Linked DNA regions of Capsicum annuum: region 2 is linked to region 1. The links are chromatin contacts, called in public Hi-C maps. All regions are on one chromosome and are shown on one strand. Each heading gives the region's core, a stretch centred on a gene start, on an enhancer-like site or on the middle of the called end of the contact. The rest is flanking DNA. Distances are from core to core; before and after follow the strand shown.

Region 1 (7,456 bases), core at 1,640-4,139:
TGCTTTTCAACATCTGAATGTGTAAAAAAAAATTATTTGTATACATAATAAAATAAAAAATACAATTCAAATAAAAATTTAATTATATATTAAAAAAGTATGTAATTTAATATAACAAAATTATTAGTATTTGATTGAGAAAAAATATTTATGTTTGTTAGTGATAGTGGAGATGGCTTATAATGGTGGTTGCGGGGACAATGATTGATGTTAGTGATTAATCATGTTGGTGGTGATAATTATGATGGTTGGTATTGTAGTGACTGTTATGATGGTGACGATTGATGGTGATGGTTGTTGTTGTAATGTGACGTTGCTTGATGTTAGTAGTTTAAGGTGTTGATTGTGTTGGCTGAAACATGAATGCATGATGATTGACGATGTGTTGATGCTAGTTGGAGATGTTATTTGTTGTGATGGTGGAGATGGTTGTTAGTAGAGATAAATTGTAGCGATAGTACTGGTTGAAGTGGTGGTAGAGACGGTGTTACTAGTGACAATAGTAGTGGTAGCCCAAGAATGTGTAGAGGTTGTGATGTATTAGTGGTAGTTAGTGGTGATGCTAGTTGTGATAGATGAGTTGGTTGGTAGTAGGGATTGATCGGTAGTGGTTCCTGATTATGGTGTTGTTGACAGTAGTGGTGGCGGTGAATATAATTAGAATAAAAGAGATAGTAGGTGTGGTAGCGGTATTTTTATCGATGATGGTTGTGATGGTGGAGGTGGTTGGTGGTGGATGGTGGTTGACAATGGTGATGGTGGCAGAGGTGGTTAGTGGTGGTGACTACTGATTATGAATAGAGTGGTGAATATTATCCAACACCAAAATATCCCTTCAGACCTATTAAGAGTTGGCTCTAGATCTGAATGATTAAGACCTATTCAGACCTATTAAGAGTTAAAATTTTAATAAAAAACAAATACACTTAATGATCTGAAGTCCAAACCATTCAGATTCAGACCTCCATTAAATGCAAACAAATGAGGCCTTAGTATGTATATGAAAATCCGAAAGCCATCATTTTATTTCTTTTAGATTTTAAGAATCTTTAGTCTATGCAATAAATAATCAAAAAATATTAAATTAGTACCAAATCATCTAAATACCTTGAGTTTTAAAAATATTATTAAGTGGTGAAATAAATAAATTAGAAAAACTTTGAAAAGTACCAAATAAAATAATTCAAACATTTACACACAACTACTTCATTGATGAGTAAAGTGCATAACATTACCAGATGAATTATTTTTCTTTAAGTTGTGTGATTAGCTGATATTTTTATCATGTGATGTAATAATTTTTATCGTATCAAATAAAGAATAAATTTAATTTTTATATTTTTTTTAAGAAAGACAAAATAAATATAAAATCTAAAGTACATAATTAAATTGTTCCTCAATGATAAATATATCATGTGTGTAAATTTTGTTAAAAAAATAGGATAAAATTTTAGTTAAATAATTTTGATAAGTTAAATAGATCTATTTATTATATATATAAAAAAGAAATTTTAATGACATGACATGTCAACTAGGGGAGAAGAAATGTTTTTGGAGTATCAAATATATTTTGAGGAAAATAGGGATAGTTGAGGGATATTTTTGTTCTAAAAGAAATAAAAGTAATATTTGTAGGTAATTTTCAAAGCATGAGTGACTATCCATAGAAACTACTCAAAAATAGGCTAATTTATAGATAAAAATAATTAAAGAGCTTATTGTTGATAAGTTTAAAGAATGAAATAAGTTCATAGATAGAACTAAATTTTAATTATAAAATGTGAAACATAAATTTATTTTAAAAATTAAGAAATTTATACTACTTATTTTAGATTTCTATATTAAAAGGATATCAGTGGACGCAAATAGTAAATCAAGTCGCAAGCTAATGAAAAAGTCACATGTTAATATAATTATATTATATAGCTGCCAATGCATGTATTATTCATTTATATCGAATTTATAATTTTAGTACTACAACTCATTAATAGATTCTCCGTCTTTTCGGTCAAATTCTCTAAAGAAAACTATTATTATTTTTTTAGATTTATGTCGCAGAAGACAGTGATCAAAGTATTGCATAAGTTTGGTTAGTGAGACGTCAATGACCCAATTCTGTCATAATAATCATCGAAGTCATATTGTTGAAGATGAATTTCAGCAACTACTTAGATAACTTAAGATCAAGGTTATAATTCAACATCTACATATTTTTAATGGCTAACAGTACTATAATATAATAACAATATACTCATACTTAGGAATCAGCTCAGAAGAAATGCCTTTGGCTAAAATCATAGTCGTATCAGAGTTCTAAATATGTCATTTTAAATCTAAAAATTTAGTAGTATTTATGATGAGAAATATCCTACTATTAAACAATCTATACACTTGAAATTTATAGAATAGTTTTTGGTTTAAAAAAATTATAAGTATTTATCATTTGATATTTTTGTTCAATTGATGCATCAACAAAAATAAAGGTTTGTCTTAATAAAGTTTAAAATAATTTTTTTATCTACTTATAGTATAGGTCGTCATATTCAAAATAATAATATCTTAATGATGAACAAATAATTGTGTACCACTAATAATAATTTAATATAATCAAGCAAACACAATAATACTTTATAAATTTTTTCTTAATATTAATCGCGCATCGTAAGGGGTTAATATTAGTTAAATTTTAATAAGATATAATTAATGTGGTGTTACATTAAACTGGGTAGTAGAAAATATACGATAAATTATTACTCTTAAATAAAATTATTATTATTTTTATTTTTTCTAAGTTTAGGCACAGACTTAGCATGACCAGCAATGACTAGTGTACGTTTATAATCACCAAATAAATTAAATCTTTATCATAGAAGAAAAGAAAATAGAAACAAACTTCACCAACCAAAGATTGCAAAGTAGGCTTTCAATTTCCACAGCCTCCAACAACTACTTCGCTTCTTCCGGTAACCTTACCAACCCTCATTTCACTATATTAAAGTATTTTTTCCATCACCCAAATGGAATCAAATCAAAATCCAGTTTGGAAATTGGATACACATTCCCCCATCAAATGGCTGCTGCTACTACTTCTTCCTCTTTACTGGGTTCATCAAGAACAGGTTCAAGACTCAACATTTCTGGACTTCATTCTGATTCACTCAACCCCACATCAATCTCTTTCTCTTCTAACCTCTCCGCTCTCTCTCTCAAGTAATTTTCTATTGCCCTTTTTGTTTTTGGGTTGTTAATTGCTATTATGTTAAAGAATCTTGAATTGTTAGCACAGTTTCTTGAGAATGTTTTAGTTGTGGCAAAAAAAATACTAGGTGATTTCTTTCTCACCTGTCCTAGCATTGGTGGACAGAATTACATATACCTGTTGCTGGTGGTAGGTGGCAGGTATATGTGGAATTAGTCGTGGTGCGTGCAAGTTGACCCGGACACAAGGATTGTTAAAAAAGAAAAAGAAGAATATTTTAGCTGTGGTTTGTATTTGATTGAAAACCAGAATGTTAAAGTTGGTGAATTAGTTTTTGTTTAGTTCGAGGAATCTTATTGATATGTGTTTTGGGCTTGAGAATGCTAGGATGGTGAAAGTTTCAATTCTTTTGCAGTAAAAGTTCCATCTTTTTGTTGTTTGGGGGGGGGGGGGGGGGGGAGGGGTTGGGGAATATTTCCCAATTATATGAATGTGTTAAGCATCTGATCTCCCCTATGCTAGAACTGATCCTTTGTTATCTCCATTAGATATGGAGAGTTATACTCCCTCCGTCCTGTCCCAATTTATATGATGTAGTTTGACTTGGTACGGAGTTTATGAAAGAAAGAAAGATTGTTGAACTTGTGGTCTAAAATAAGTTATAGATGTTTGTGTGACTATTAATCATTCCATTAAGAGTAAACTGACCATATTAAAGTTAAATTATTACTAAATAAATGTGTCATTTTTATTTGGGACTAACTAAAATGAAAAGTGAGTCATATAAATTGTGACAGATGGAGTAAGGATTAAGTATTGGGCTGTCTAGAATAACGCTAATATGGAGGTATATGATATGAGGGTTGGCCTTATATCATGTCTAGCGGAGAATACTTTGATCAGTCCCCTTATTACCCTTGTCTCTGTTTATGACTTTTTGATGTGGCCAACTTTTTTATAACCATGGTGTCTTGGCTAGCTTGACCGTACCTCGAATAACTCTATAGGGTACCTTCTACCTTCATCTAGTTTCAACATTGATGGATTACTTTGTTGTTCTAAACCAAGTACCAACAGTGAAAAGTTGTGAGCCTGCTACAAATTAAAGTTCAGACTTAGGAAGTCACAGTCAGAAAGATTATATACTTTGCACAAGTAAATATCATACTCGGGTTCAAAAGTTTTAATGTTGTTTTCATCTCCTTTTAAAAGAGTGTCCAATCCTAATTATGATCAACTGCAAAATGACGTCAATTGCTTCGGAGTTGGAGTCAATGGTCTTGACTTTTTGAGATAGATGAAGCTGACTACCATCGCTACTGCTGGGAGAAAAAAAGGTGTATAATAGGATTCCTGAGGAGACTTCACCCAGTAATTAACCATATTGCTAGAGGATCTCTTCCGACGTTGTTGAAAGATCTGTAGCTGGAGGTATAAATATGTGCAGTGTATATGAAGAAAAAAGAACGGTGATTTCATGAAAACAAGACTAGAAGGGCACTTCAAAATATTTGTGCAACACACCAGCATTTGCTGCAGGCTTGTAGCATTTAGGAATTAGGCTTGATGGAGAGAGTGTTAAAAATGAAATAAAGAATTGGAGAAGAAAGTTTTTATATTGTTATTGATTTTTATGTCGACCAACGTTAATTCTTTATGCTCTTTAAGGAGCTAGCTTGTATGAAATTAATAAGGAAAAAAAAGTACATGAAGTTCACGTGACAAAAGAAGGATTCTGCTAGAAAAGGAAGGAAACGTTAACAGTGGGATAATTTTGGTGAAGTTTGGGAACTTAAAGGATGTTGCTAGTTAAGTGGGATAGTATAAGAATATAATGAAAGTTCGGTTGAAATAACAGGGATGATTCTGATCAAAAACTCTCATAGTAATTGAAACTCTATGTAAATCATGGGCCACAAAACTAACTAATGTCAAGATAATGCTGCAGCAAGAGCCACTGCTCTAGAATCTTAAGCATAATCATTTTTCGATAAAGAATCTTAAGCATAATCATTTTCTGATAAAGAACCTCAAGTATAATCCTTTTTTGGTAAAGAATCTTAAGTATAATCACTTTTTGATAAAGAATTGCAAGTATAACCATCATTAAATGATGGTGATCATATGTGTAATTTTACATCTTTCTTCTCATTTATCAGGGGTGACGAGCCTTCTCCTTTCCTTTTGTTCTCTCTCTATTGTTTTTCTAACCTATTATTGTTTTTCTAACCTATCATGGTAATTTTTTTTTCTTTTTGACCTTTATCTTTAGCTACCCCTGGTTGCTGGTTCTGGTTATAATATGTTTCCAATTGCAAATTGCAAAGACAGTGTCTCCCCTGTCAATTTTGGTATAGTATCATATTTTCATTCTAAGCCATCCCAAGAAGGTTAAACTCTTAACAATAGGTGACAGAAGTAGTGATTTTGAAATGTTTGAATGATCATGTGAATGCTATTTGCTACTTTTAGTATTTGAACTTTATTATTACCAGTCAAGAAAAGAAAGATGAAAAGGAAAGAAAGAGAGCTTGAAGAGATATCTTTCCACTGTTTTATCCTATACCTGACAAAGACATAAAAACATAAACTTTCTTATATTTGCAGTTCTCTAATAACATCTCATAGGTAATGTGTCATTGGACCATGATAAGCATTCAGTAAGAAATACTCCACCTAGATGTTTTTGCTGAGTCAGTATATTTGTTTATATATGTATGTGACAGATCTTCAGGGTCAAAGGGACAACTATACTCACGTGGAAAAGGTTCAGTTGTCATAACACAGAGTATGGACAGAGTTGAGGTGGATATCTCGCTCAGCCCCAGGGTGAATTCAGTAAAGCCGTCAAAAACGGTTGCTATAACTGATCAGGCAACTGCTCTTGTGCAAGCTGGTGTACCTGTTATTAGATTAGCAGCTGGTGAACCTGATTTTGATACTCCAGCCCCAATAGCAGAGGTAGTATTCTGTAATCATGGAACCTGATCTACACCTATTGTGATGAAATCAATGTTCTATTCTTTTCTCTATTTACTAAATTAGTCTTATTTCTTCAGGCTGGGAAAAATGCAATTCGTGAAGGTCATACCAGGTATACACCAAATGCAGGTACAATGGAACTTCGGTCGGCTATTTGTCGTAAATTAAAAGGTACTAATTTCTCTAGCTGATGTTCATTACAGAGGTTTTTGTTTCTATTTGCTTTTCTGATCTAGTTTCTCGATGTAGAGGAGAACGGGCTATTGTATACTCCTGACCAGATTGTGGTAAGCAATGGGGCAAAACAAAGTATTGTTCAGGCAGTGCTTGCAGTTTGTTCCCCAGGGGATGAGGTAATTCTAAACATCCAAAGTCTATTAACTTTTCACATAATAATCATTTCCATGTCGAGTTGTATGGACTGCTTACACTTTACTCTCCCTAGACCCCACTTTGTGGGAATACACTGGGTATGTTGTTGTTGTTGCATGTTTAATTGTAATTACGGGCAAAGTTGCGCGGACTCGGGTGCGGGTATCTGACACAAATGCGGATCCGAGGGTCGGATTCGACAAAAATCTAAATTTTAAGATTCGAGGGCATGGATCCAAGTTGCTAGGATTTGGCTAAAACAATTTAAAGTTAAGCTATAAAGATATTCAAAATTTTGCCCCAGATACTTTTTTTTACTTTGCTAGCTCCTTGACCTTAGTATGAAGATTGTAATTGAGCTACTATTTTACTTTTGCTTCTACTCTTCTGTAACTAATTGCATGATGCCAACAATGAAATCCTTTACTTCATCAAAATGATATGCTAAATTTTGAGAGATATTCTGTGGACAATACATGTATGTTGTAGAATTCAATATTTCGTTCTCCCAGATGGGTGTTTAAAAAACATAAATTAATTGTCAAAAAAGCAACATGCTAATAATTAATTTAGAAATTATCCCTCTTTTCAGGAAAGAGTCCGTACAACTTAGATTACGGGTCTTCCCACAATTTAACTTCGGTGTTGAATGACTTAAAAAGTTGATCTGTTTGATTATCTAAGCAACTCTCTTTTTCTTTTGACTGCTGCGCTCATGGTTTGGATGCAAAATTTTAACTCAAAGAGTTATTTTGTTTTTCGTAAAGGATGTGCCAGCATATTTCACGTTTTCTCTATTGTTTAATCTCTTGGTAGAAAAAATACTATAGCTGGTATAGTAGTGATGGGAAATATACTGTTAGAATCATTACTTAAATTAGTTTGCATCCCCTTGAAAAGAGA
Region 2 (7,456 bases), core at 1,480-3,979, 120 kb before region 1:
TAGCCTAGTGCCGTCTTAATTCGACACTGGGGCAGTTTAAAAAATTTGCTATTCCTTTATCTCTCAAAATCCTTAGCAGATATTGCTACCTAACGTCTCATCATTCCCAGCTATTTCGAACAACCAATTCAGGAATAAGCGCAGCCATGATTTCGTTCGTGCTAAGAGTCACATTTGAAGAAACTCAGTGTCACCTTAATTCTACACTGAGCCAAATTTTGAGGTTGATCAAAATTTTCTATGATTCGAACTACAAATGGCCAAATTTTTTGCGAAACATGAGATGTATAGGCAGTTCACAAATTGGATCTCAATCATAATCTTTCAAACTTTCTATTTCACTCGAGACAAATTAGTTATGTTAACGTGATTGCCCAAAGATTTTCACACTAATCTTCGGTTAATCAGGGAAAATTCTGGACAACCAATTTTGACTCACTCTTTTCCTTTAATTATTTTTTTCGATGCTTCGTGGCCCTAAATAATTTTTTGAAATAAATTAGTATTTTTATTTCTATGACTTTTGAAAGGAATGAAAAAAAAGGAGGATTCATTTTTTCTATCATATTTTAAATGTTTTAACTAAATATGATTAATTATTTAATAAAGAAATTCACACAAAAATATTTTAATAATTACATTTGCATTTTTTTCTAATTTTATTTTATTATTATTTTAGATGATACTATGTGACTACATATATATTCTTATAATTTACTTATATTCTTACTATATATAATATAATATATGTATTCTTATGATATGTATATATACATATATTTTGGTTTGGCCAAAGGCATCAATATACACTCAAACTTGTTGCCAAAATTCACTTAGACACCTAAACTAAGGCTTGTTTCTATCAGGCCCCTAAGCCCCCCACATTCTGTTCCATTTGGGTCTTTTTCGCCTATGCGCAATGCCATCATGGGAGGCGCGTGAGGAGCATTTTTTTTTACTAATTTACAAGTAAAAAGATACCAAGTGGCATTGAGGGCCCCAAAATTGTTTTAATAACAATTTTTTTTTTAAACACTAAAGGCCCTTTTTAATAAAACAAAAAGCATTAGGGGGTCCCAATTTATTTTTTTTAATAAAACAACATGTTCGGGGGCTAGGGGTAGGTGGGGGAGTTTTATTTTTATTTTTAAATTTTTTTTATAATTTCTTTTTAATAATTAGTTTTTTATTTTTAAATAATTTTATAATTTTTTTTTATAATTAGGCAAAAAAAATTAGGGGATCCCAATTTTTTTTAATAAAAAAAATACGCTGGGGGGATGGGGGTAGGTGGGGTAGTTTTATATTTATTTTTAAAAAATTTTTATAATTTCTTTTTAAAAATTAGTTTTTTATTTTTAAAATAATTTTATAATTTCCTTTTTATAATTAGGCTTTTATTTTTATTTTTAAAATAATTTTATAATTATTTTTTAATAATTTGGATCCTCAATGCCATTTTTTATTTTCATTTTTTTAAAATATTTATAATTTTTTATTAATTATTTTTTTTTTTTAAAAATTTTTATAATTTTTTTAATAATTGATTTTTTAATTTTTAATTAATTTTTTAATAATTTATTTCATTTTAATTTTTTTATATAATTTTTTTAAATAATTAGTTTTTTATTTTTATTTTCCAAATAATTTAATAATTTATATCCTCGCCATTTTTTATTTTCATTTTTTAAAAAAATTTATAATTTTTATTAATAATTAATTTTTTTAAAAAATAATTTTCTAATAATTTATTTTATTTTTTAAAAAAATTATATATTTTTTAAAATAATTATTTTTTTTATTTTATAAATAATTTTAGAATTATTTTTTAATAATTTCCTCAATGCCATTTGTATATACTTTTTTTAAAAGAATTATAATTAATTTTTAGTAATTATTGGACCCACAATGTCATATGTTAGCTTTCAATTAGCTCATTTTGCCACGTCATCGCATGTGTGCAACACACACTTTGAGCTTTTTGCTGATAGGGCAAAAAAGGTCAAATTGGAACAAATGTGGGGGATTTAAGGACTTGATAGGAACAGACTTTAGTTTAGGTGTCTAAGTGAATTTTGGCAACAAGTTTGAGTGTTTATCGATGACTTTGGCCTTTTGGTTTGATTCTTATTATATATATATATATATATATATATATATTTGTTAAATTATAAATATTAAATTACAAAATTATTAAATCGGAGTATGTGTCAAAAAATAATTTTTTTTAGCATATTAAGAAGCATCAATAAAATTAATTTTAACAAAAAAGAGTATTTGGGCCAACATTAATTCAGTTTCAATTTATTTTATCTGAATCCAATTGTTATTCACATATATTTCAGCCAAAGAGGCTCAAAAATTGGCCCCAAGACCCGGTCTATTTCCTACATCCACTTTATCAATCCACCCCATACAATACCTACCAATCACACACCGTTACATCAGTAAATAAACACAAAATCCATCCAACAAACACAAATTAATTTAATCCGTTAAATCTTTTTTAATCCAAGGGTCCAAAAATTTTCTATTTTATATCCATTTATATATAATATAATTTATTATTTTTTCTTTTATTCTTAAACTAAATCTGAACCAAATTCCCATCAACAAAATCAGCCCAGTACATGGCTTTTCCCACTCCCCAAATTACGTGTTATACTCTCTTCCCCAAAAACCCAACGCACAATCACTATTTTGATTCCCTAAAATAACAATAACGTCTAAAGACACTCTTCCCAAAAATGGTGGACATAGCTGCGCCATGGCTATCACCCTATGTGGACTGCTCCCATCTTGTCTTTTTCAGTTCTGTAAAACCCTCTAAAATCATAAAATAGATCCCAAAAGATGGAATAACTCATCCATGATGTCAAATCCACCACAAGTAATCTGAAAAGGCTGGCATCGGAGGATTTGCTTTAGAAATTAAAATTCATATTTCTAATCCCCTATGTCTCCCACAGTTTTTCTTATTTGTTGTCCCAAATTTGGACTTTATATTCTGAATTTTGGCTATAAATAGCTGGATTCCCATCCCCATGAAGGCAGAGGTGAGAAAGGTAAAAAAATAGTGAGAAACTCAAGAGCAAAAAAATCATCCTTAAGTATTTTGGAAATCTGTAGAAAATCCCAAGAAATCTCGATCGTTCCCTTAATTTTGTGTTACAATCGAGTTCCTGAAGTCGAGTTCGGTGGCCAGAATTTTAACGGAAAGCCCAATTTGCTGCCATAAAAAAAATGCGGATTCGACCCCCTCGTTCACTCCCGTCTTCCTTTCTTTCATTTTATTTTGGTCTATGAATATGAGATTTCAATACGTCTTTAAATTCTGTTGTTGGCGGTTTTGTCACCTTTGTGGACAAAATATGATTTTGATTCTAAAAAAAAGATTTGTTTGTGAATTCTGACCAAGTACGAGTCGTTGTTGATTTTGAAAATTGAGTCTGAATGGCGATTTCATTAAGTTTACTTTGCTGGTGATTCTTGAAAATGAATTTGTAAGTGTTAATTCATGTTTTGCTTCAAGTTGATCGTTGTTTTACTATTTATTCTCCGCGGATCATTTTTGTCCTAAACATCTTTTTCAAGATATGGCTGTTCTATTTTGAATATTCGGGATATGTAAAATCTCCCTTGTATCTCGCTCTCATCTTCTTCCCTTTTATTTTGATTCTATAAATATTTCATTTGTTTCATTCTCAGATCCATGCTATTACATGTTGGACCTTGTGGATAAATGTAACATTCTGATTCAAATAAACATATTTTCCTGTATTTGTATAAATCTGTAAGTTTGTCAATATAGGTTCTATGTTAGCTTCAAGTTTTGATTGTACCATTTTATGTTAAATTTCGTGGTTGCGTATGATGTGAATCAGTCTTGAGGGCTTTACTAAGTAAACACGAATCCTTGTTAGGATTAAATTTTGGATTCATAAATATCTTATGCTTCGGAATGCTTCGTTTTGACTTATTTTATTCTTGGACCACTCTACTATGGTTATGAAAATATGTTATTTGATCTAATATTATCAAATTGTTCATTTTTATCATGTCCAAGTGATGTGGTGTCTCTTGAATTTTGTCGAATGGTACAATATTGATTCAAAAAATTGTTTCTTGTGTGAATATATTGGATTGTGAATATGTGAATTGACGTGTTTTGTTGGGTTACTGGGAGATATCTTTGAACTAGATTTCAAAATAAAAAAACAAGTATGACTCTTTTTTAATGTATTCCAAACATATATGCCTATGAATATGTTTTGCCCAAAAATAAAGATTTGATCATTTCCTTATCATGTCTTGTTTCATGCTAAATTACAAAAAAAATAACTGAACCTTGATGTTTATCCCAAAACCCGACCAATTTTACAGCTTTGGGATGCTAATTCATTGTTTGATTACCATCTATCACGTTTGCATTTGAATAGTCAATGCGAGACTCCTTGTTTCCCATAGCGTCATCCTCTCTAATCCAACATTTTAGTTATTTCGGTCTTAAAAAAAATTGAATTTTTAGTTTACTTGGGTAAACATAAAATGGTTAGCATTCGTGATCAATTTCAGTTGAGTTCAAGTAAACAAAAATGATATTTTTGAGTTTGAATGTGTAGAATCCTTTCTTTACCCTTTTTATTCTTTTGATCCCTCTTGCTGATAGTTTCCCCAGAAATGTTGTTTGCCTTAGCTAGGCTTCAACAATGTGTTGCTACTAGTGTGGTGATTTATCTGTGGAGTAGCAACTAGGATTCCAATGTAGATACCAACACTTTATGGATAATTATTTTAAATAATTACCTAATTGTATAGTATACATAAATGATATACTACTATATACAAAAACTAAAGAGGAACATTTAAAATTATTAGAATAATTTACAGATATAATAGAAAAATCGGGAATAAGTTTAAGTGAAAAGAAAGCCGAAATTATGAAAAACCAAAAAGAATTTTTAGAAATACAAATAGATAAAAGTGGAGTAAAAATGCAACAACATATGGTACAAAAAATAATAAATTCAAAAGAAGAATTAGATACAGAAAAGAAATTACAATCATTTTTAGGATTAGTAAATCAAGTAAGAGAATATATACCAAAACTAGCAGAAAATCTAAAGCCATTATAGAAAAAATTTAAAAAGGATACAGAATATAATTATAACGAAGAAGATAAAAAACAAGTTCAGAAAATAAAAATACTTTGTAAAGAGTTACCAAAATTACAATTTTCAGACGAAAATAAAAAATTTATATATATAGTAGAAGCAGATGCTAGTGAATATAGTTATGGAGGAGTACTTAAATATAGGTATGAAGAAGAAAAATTAGAACATCATTGTAGATACTACTTAGGTACGTTTAATGAAATAGAAATAAAATGGAAAATAAATAGAAAAGAACTATGTTCATTATATAAAACGTTTATTAGCATTTGAGCCATATATTGTATATAACAAGTTTATTGTACGAACAGATAATACACAGGTACGCTGGTGGTTAACAAAGAAAATACAAAATTCAGTTACAACGAAAGAGATTCAGAGACTAGTATTAAATATATTAAATTTTACATTTACAATTGAAGTAATTAGTACTAACAAAAATGTTATTGCAGAGTACATATCAAGACAAAGCTACATAGACTAATATAATAGAAGATGATGCTTTAGAAAAAATACTCAAAACCCTAACTATGCTTTCAATGAAAGTGGACAGTATGGGTAATGAAATAGAAAAGCTAAAGACTAATGAAGTTAAACTGAAGTCTAAAGCTATGAATCATCTAACTCAGCAGTGTGCAGAGCTATGTTGATCGGAAGACATCAAAATTTCAGAGCTAAAAGGAGACGTTGGGACACTTCATAAAACCTATAACGTTTATCAATCTACAATTGCAGGTACAAGCAAAGGAGTTAGTGGACAAAGATATCAGAACATGAACATGAATATGATATTTGAAAAATCATTTATACCAAAAACACAAAAAGACCTCTTGTACATACCCCCACAAATTACCACATATCGAGAAAGTTTGAACCAAGATAAAAAAGCCTATAACCACATAACCCGAGCATACATAGAAAATATCCAAAAAATACAGACTTATCTAAACCTTAAACCCAGAGCCACAGATATCCAAGAACCAAACACAAACTATATAACCCAAAAATTACAAGGTTATGACAAGTTAATCGCACTACCGAAAACCAACCCAAGCTTAGTTAAATCTTATTTCAGTTATGGATTATTAAATACCGTATATACTCATGAAGGAAATGAACTAACAGATATACCAGAATTATATAGAGCATTCACCACTTATAAAATAATAACCAAAGGGAATTTATTTTTTATAAAGTTTTATACTGCACCAACAGAGATATTATATGACGAGATCATACCAATTATATAAATTGTAAAAATAGGATTAACCAAAGATATAATTATACCGAAAGATATTGTCTAGCAGCCAGAGATACCTAAAATCGAGATACCTAATTTTTATGCAAATAAACGACTTATTGGAATAACTACGATTGTTCAAGAATTAGCAAATAATTATATCAATAGAAACCCAATATGGAGCTATTATTCAAGAGATCATCAAATGATTTATTCAAATTCAAGAGAGCTATGACAAACAGATATGGAAGATGCTAGACAATGGATTCTGACATTGCTTAACCCAGAGAAACAACCAACTGCAAGAGCAATTAGAAAAGGATTTATTTCAGAAGAATTATTAACAATATATTGCAAAATGATAGGACACAAATATCCAGACCATCTATGTTCAAGATGTAATGGAGAAGATAATATTATCCCGGAGGTTCAACTGGAATAGAAGAAGATAAGGATGATAGCTGGAATAATATTATCTTCTCCATTACATCTTGAACAAAGATGGTCTGGATATTTGTGTCCTATAATTTTGCAATATCTTGTTAATAATTCTTCTGAAATAAATTCCTTCCTAATTGCTCTTGCAGTTGGTTGTTCCTCTGGGTTGAGCAATGTCAGAATCCATTTTCTTACATCTTCCATATCTGTTTGTCGTAGCTCTCTTGAATTTAAATAAATCATTTGATGATCTTTTGAATAATAGCTCCATATTGGGTTTCCATTGATATAATTATTTGCTAATTCTTAAACAATCGTAGCTATTCCAATAAGTCATTTATTTGGATAAAAATCAGGTATCTCGATTTGAGGTATCTCTGGCTGCTGGACAATATCTTCCGGTATAATCATATCTCTGGTTAATCCTATTTTTACAATTTGTATAACTGGTTTGATCCGTCATATAATATCTTTGCTGGTGCAGTATAAAACTTTATAAAAAATAAATTCCCTTTGGTTATTCTTTTATAAGTGGTAAATGTTCTATATAATTCTGGTATATCTTTTAGTTCATTTCCTTTATAGGTATATACAGTATTTAATAATC

What was found. A called contact is a pair of places that touch in the nucleus more often than the background predicts.
Region 2: a Hi-C map of leaf shows a contact between it and region 1, with 2.4 times the contacts expected there. The contact joins the enhancer-like site here to the promoter of LOC107851006 in region 1. A contact is called at or near these places in 2 of 5 Hi-C or Micro-C datasets (leaf and placenta).

The regions. Positions count from the first base shown.
Region 1 is chr12:65,882,296-65,889,751 of UCD10Xv1.1, reverse strand. It overlaps LOC107851006 (bifunctional aspartate aminotransferase and glutamate/aspartate-prephenate aminotransferase), which reads left to right and starts at 2,889. Exons shown (of 10, transcript XM_016695885.2): 1 at 2,889-3,210; 2 at 5,926-6,160; 3 at 6,259-6,352; 4 at 6,431-6,534. The coding sequence starts at 3,071.
Region 2 is chr12:65,999,239-66,006,694 of UCD10Xv1.1, reverse strand. No RefSeq gene overlaps it. Among protein-coding and RNA genes, the nearest start is that of LOC107873064, 57 kb to the left of the region's middle. Within about 2 kb of position 2,729, at least 5 of the 5 cell types and tissues checked have an H3K27ac peak or open chromatin away from gene starts, as enhancers often do. A contact at or near this core is called in leaf, where this site is marked.